2 separate regions of the Mus musculus genome follow, and region 2 is linked to region 1. A link is a contact called in public Hi-C data. All regions are on one chromosome and are shown on one strand. Each heading gives the region's core, a stretch centred on a gene start, on an enhancer-like site or on the middle of the called end of the contact. The rest is flanking DNA. Distances are from core to core; before and after follow the strand shown.

Evidence for each region. A called contact is a pair of places that touch in the nucleus more often than the background predicts.
Region 2: a Hi-C map of epidermal suprabasal cells shows a contact between it and region 1, with 1.9 times the contacts expected there. The contact joins two enhancer-like sites. A contact is called at or near these places in 2 of 39 promoter capture datasets (cranial neural crest and embryonic stem cells), 3 of 484 Hi-C or Micro-C datasets (epidermal suprabasal cells, muscle stem cells and uterus), 5 of 115 datasets of contacts at active chromatin or transcription factors (embryonic stem cells, extraembryonic endoderm stem cells, heart atrium and 2 more) and 3 of 9 other capture datasets (adipose tissue, liver and pancreatic islet).

What each region holds. Positions count from the first base shown.
Region 1 is chr2:84,631,767-84,634,466 of GRCm38.p6, reverse strand. All of the region lies in intron 1 of Ctnnd1 (catenin (cadherin associated protein), delta 1), which reads left to right. Among named protein-coding and RNA genes, the nearest start is that of Ctnnd1, 18 kb to the left of the region's middle. Within about 2 kb of position 1,261, at least 154 of the 459 cell types and tissues checked have an H3K27ac peak or open chromatin away from gene starts, as enhancers often do. A contact at or near this core is called in epidermal suprabasal cells, trophoblast stem cells and uterus, where this site is marked.
Region 2 is chr2:84,704,051-84,706,750 of GRCm38.p6, reverse strand. The region is part of intron 2 of Zdhhc5 (zinc finger, DHHC domain containing 5); the gene reads left to right. Among named protein-coding and RNA genes, the nearest start is that of Zdhhc5, 9.8 kb to the left of the region's middle. Within about 2 kb of position 1,315, at least 42 of the 459 cell types and tissues checked have an H3K27ac peak or open chromatin away from gene starts, as enhancers often do. A contact at or near this core is called in epidermal suprabasal cells, trophoblast stem cells and uterus, where this site is marked.

The sequences.
Region 1 (2,700 bases), core at 12-2,511:
GAGAGAGAGAGAGAGAGAGAGAGAGAAGATAGGAGCTCACTCTGTAGCCCAGACTAGCTTGAAATTCTCTTGTTTCAGCCTCCCTTGTATTTTTTGTATTTGGATTACAAGTATGTAATACTATCATATCCTGCTCAAAAAATAACAATAAAACCCCTTGTTTTAACTTTTGTGTACTTAGGATGACTCATAACACTGGAAGCATAGAAAGTTCCTACCCTCCCGTGTGGGGAGAAGTACTATGGCCTTGAGTAGGGCTGCTTACCGGCAGTGCTACTTACGATATGTTCACTTAGTATAGCAAAGCAGACATAGCACTGTGGGCAGAGAGCCGCTGGAGCCCACCTAGGTTTTCAGAGAATATGGCCATCACACAGGTACTGGCCAGACCACCTTACAGACAGGTTGGTACTGGATCAGAAGGTACTGAGAAGATTCTGCTGAGAATTTCTATGGGGAGATTGCAGCACACTGTGCTCTAGGCCTGGGTTTTATCTTTCATTCAGATGGGAAAGCATTTCATCCTGTTACCTGTTAATATAGTTAAAGTGTCGTGCTTCCTGTCACTGCTTTCTTCATAGATGCACTGTTGTTCATAAAGACAGATGTTTCCAAAACCTCACAGAAGGGGTATCTATTGATAGTCTCATCAAGGCTTTGAAAAATGAGGGACTTTGTGCATATGGCTCAGGTACATGATTCCACCTTTTCCAAGTTATTTTCAAATGATGAGCAAGAGATGAGGAATGACATAGAGAGAAAGTAAAAGGATTGGTGAGAAGCTGTGTTTTAAAAACAAAGAATGTGAGTTCATGTCAGTTGAATGGCTTCTCCTAAACCCGAAGCGTAAGCTTTTCTTCTAGGGTTTTTTTTTTGGGGGGGGGGGCTGGGGGGAATATAATAAATCACAGCAGATTTAAGAATTTTCCTTCCCTTTCCTTTTTTTAAAAAAAAATTTTAATTAGATATTTTCTTCATTTACATTTCAAATGTTATTCACCCCCCCCTTCCTTCTCTTTTAATAAGAGTTACACAGTATCATCAAATTCTGTTAGATTTTTCTCACTTTACTGCCCTCCCTTCAGGAAGGAGAAAGGCATTTGGCCTGTCCCCTTCCTGGAGTCTGACCCCTCCCCCACCCCTCCCTTTTATCTTAGTTTCCTTATCGGCTTCTCTCGAGCCCTGCTTTTTCCTTATAAGGCTAGGCAAGGTCCCTTTGCTTCTGTTGCAGAGGGATCTAGATGAGTAGCTGTCTCGGTGTCTGTTGAAAAAATTCAGTATCTGTCCCAGTGGAGGGCCTTGGAGAGAGGCACCTGGCTAATGGGGGAGGAGAGGGAGGTGGCCTGGCCTGAGAGATCAGAAGGACTTGTTAGACCAGTCCTGTGTATGTGTCATACAGCTCCAAAGAGAAGCAGGTTTTGTTTCTTTCCATGCCCTCTTAGTCCTGGGTTCCTTGATAGAGTCACACCTTTCTTTTGCTTCAAAGCTAGCCCAACTTTAGCCAGTGTTAATATGCTAGGATTTGGGGAGTTGCAAGGATATGTAGGAGGGGGGAAAAGAGCAAAAGTAATGTTCTATGTTGTTTCTGAACTTAGGCCTTGACGAAGTGATTCCCCCACCCTTCTTCCTTTTGTGATGATATCTCTCAGTGTGTCGTTTCCTCAAACTCCTATCCCAGACTCCAGTGATCTTCCTGCCTGTGGACCAGTTTTTGTTGTGGCACAAGACCTCTTAGCTTTGTACCCCTGAACTGTATTCCTCAGTCTCCACATACTTTTCTGAAATTACAAATTTACAGTAGGAGCTACAAATTCATCTTGTATGGTGGCCATCATCTGTAGTTTTAGCATTCTGAAAACTGAGGTGTGAGGATGACTTCAAGAGTTTGAAGACAGTTTGGACTATCTAGGGTTACAGGCCAGCTTAGACTGCAGAGTGGAGATCCTGACGCAAACAAGCAAAATGAAAAAGAAAATAAACATTAAATTCTGCCGTGGATGTAATACACACCCATAGTCCCATCAGTAGGTAGCTGAGACGAGGAGCAATGCTGAGTTCTAGGCTAGCTTAGTTGATATCACTAAGTCAAGCTCATCTCTCAGCTTGGCTACATGCTACCTGGAGCTGAGTCAAGCCAGGATGGCCAACTTAGGGCCTAAGTATTTGTGTCCTTCAGATGCCCCTGGCCCAGAAACCTTTGTGGCCCTGGTTACTGAAAACCTGGTAATCTCTCAGGACCAAGGAACTTTTTAATGCAGCACAGGTCCATTGCTCCAGCACATAGCTCCTAGAAAGCTCCGAAGAGCTGCTACCATGCCAGTCAGGGGAAGATGGAATCAAATTCCTGGTGGGTGGTTTGTTTTTGGGGAGGGGAGAACAGGATCACACAGTATAACCCAGGCTATCATGGAGCTTATGTAGCCCAGGCTGGACTCCCAAGGATCTCCCTGCCTTAACCTCCTCAGTACTTAGATTGCTACCCCAATTGGGTGTAAGCTACCCCAGAGGCACAAGAGACACTTTTTATGTTATTTTTTCCCTTTCACTTCTTTTCTCTTTTTAAAATAGGGTTTGCTTTCTCTGTGTGGCCCCGATTGGCCTGGAACTCGCTTTCTCTACCAGGCTGACCTCAAACAAACATCTATCTGCCTCTGCCTCATGAGTGCTGGCATTAAAGGCGCATGTGGCACTGCCCTCTGG
Region 2 (2,700 bases), core at 66-2,565, 72 kb before region 1:
GGGGAGAAGAGGTAGGGAGATCTCTGTTTTTGGTAGAATAAAAAAGCAGGTTAGTTACTAATCCGGATGGTCTCTCCAGTGTCCTATCCGAGGCCCAACTTGCTTTCTTTCTTTCAGATTCTGCCTCAGGTCTTTTCCACTCTTTGGGCAACCTCTGTGGAGGTCTCTTCTCTTCTCTTCTCTTCTCTTCTCTTCTCTTCTCTTCTCTTCTCTTCTCTTCTCTTCTCTTCTCTTCTCTTCTCTTCTCTTCTCTTCTCTTCTCTTCTCTGTGGAGAGGGCTTAGCATCTGATTTGAGTGGGAACAGCCTGATGATCTGGGGCATTAATTGAAGCATGGCTGTTCCTTTCCTTCCCGTGTGGTTTTCCTCATCCAGGAAAGTGCCTAGATCCTACAGCATACATGGTTCAGATGCTGGAAATTACAGGGTATAGAAGTACAAGAAGCAAGTGTAAAGAAAAACTTAGGAATCTCTCAGAGGACAAATTGTTTTCCATGGAATCTTTACGGAATTGTTCCTTGATGAATTTCTAGGCTGGAAACGGGGCTTTCATTCCAGCTGTCTCATCAAGAAACACTAGACAAATGCTCAAGCAGAATGCTAGGCTTGGGTGGGGGGCATAGGCATGTTCCTTAGGAGCTTACTGCCTCAGCTTTAAATGTCCTTCAATCTCTAGTACCTCACATAGGGGAGATGGGATCAAGGATGAAAGAGCCGAAATGATAATTGGTGATAGTGAAGATTTTTCTTGCGTCTTATATCTGGTGAATTCTCAGTATGATACAAGCTGATTTAAAAAGAATTCTAGTAGTAAAGCATGGCACATGCGTTTAATCTCAGCACTTGGGAGGCAATCAGATGGATCTTTGAGTAAGAAGAGAACAACCTGGTCCACATAATGAGAACCTGCCTCAAACCAAGAACAGGACCTGCCTCCTTCTCCCCCACAGAAGAATTTTAGCATCTTTTCAGACATGCTTCTTTATTTTCATGTGTGTATCACACAACTGAAGTGACAAGTAGCAAGCTTAAGAGTTTCCTGTGAATTGAGAAAGAATTAGAATCTAAGACTCATTGGTTGAGTTTTCCTTTCTAGGAATTTGAACTTTTTTTTTCCTTTTAAGTAGTAGGAAGTGTTAGAAATGTTAGGGAACAAGATTTCAGAAGAGTGTCTATTGAAACCCCCACTTCCCCTTTTACTTGGCATTGAAAATAGGCATAATGAATGGGTGGGCAGAAGAACCTGTTCTACCTGGGGTGGTTTCTGTCTGGGATCCCATCAGTGACTCAGCTTCTGAGCTGCAGCCACTCCCTAAACTTCTTGTGCTCTGTGATTATTACTTACAGAGCTAAGGACAAGTCCTAACTTTTCTCTTAGGTCTGGCTACATCTCTTTCTATCAAAGGCAACCGATTCAAATAGGCCACTTGGAGTGGTCATCTTAGAATTTAGCAGAGTGCTAAAACAAGGAAAGCTTTTCCTTAAGACAAGTAGAGCATAGGGTGTGGCTGAAGCAGGCTTTGCTCACAGATTGTTGAGGTGAATTGCTCCTTCAGCTAGAGTCCTAAAGCTAGAGGCTGCAAGTCTCAGTCTAGGAGATACTGTTCATGAAGAAGGTGAATTATTTGAATCACTTAGACATTCTGTCACTGTGGGGACAGTCTTTATTTTAACAATAGATAAACTCAATTTTACTATTATGTATTTCACTGAAATATACTGACAGGTTTAAAGGTAAAATTTGGCAGGATACACAAGGAGTTGGGTGATTTATTTTGTTGGAAATGACACTGAAGAAAAGGTGGGGTCTAAAAGATCAGGAGTTGAGCCAGGTGTGGTGGCACAACCTGTGTGTAATACTATCACCCAGAAGGCTGAAGCTGGCAGGAATATTAGAAGTTTTAAAGTGTGAGAGTATTTTAGTGTTCTAGGCAGAAATACGCCACACAAAGAGACCCTCTTTCAAAAAAACAAAACAAATGGGAGGGTGTGAGGAGGAAAATAATAAGAAAAAAGGAAAGGCCTAGATTGGACTTTGAGTTGAGGGGCTACAGTGACCAGTTCTAAGAACTTTAAATCACAAGTGGTTTAAAGATTTATTTTTCCCTTCTAATTATCTTCCCAGGCTGTGAAGTGAGTGAGTGAAGTGAGTCACCCTTTCTCTTCTCCTCAGGCGGAAATTGAAGGACAGCTAAGTACTAGGGAGAGGCTCTGACCTGGATGATTGGTTTTCAGTTTCTCCTTCCTTCCTGAGAAACCTGGGAAGTAGGTTCTGCAGGGCTCTTCCTTCCCACGGTCCACCCCAGCTCCTGCCATGGCGTGCGGACAGCTTTTCTGAGTAGAAGCACTCAGAGGAAGGGGCTTTCTGGGGCTTTCTGTGAGAATGCTGTGCAACTGTGGCTAAAGGGATGTTTTTACTTCGATAGCTGTCATTATTTTGGTTCCCAATTCTATATAGCCCAGTAAAGAGAAGCAATGAGTTTATTAATGTTTACTAGCTGCAAAGCCTGGTACATAAATAGTATTTAGTTATATTTATACATTTTTTTTGTTGTTGTTGTTGTTTTTCAAGACAGGATTTCTTTGTATAGCTCTGGATGTCCTGGAACTCACCCTGTAGACCAGGCTGGCCTCGAACTCAGAAATCCGCCTGCCTCTGCCTCCCGAGTGCTGGGACTAAAGGCGTGCACCACCACTGCCC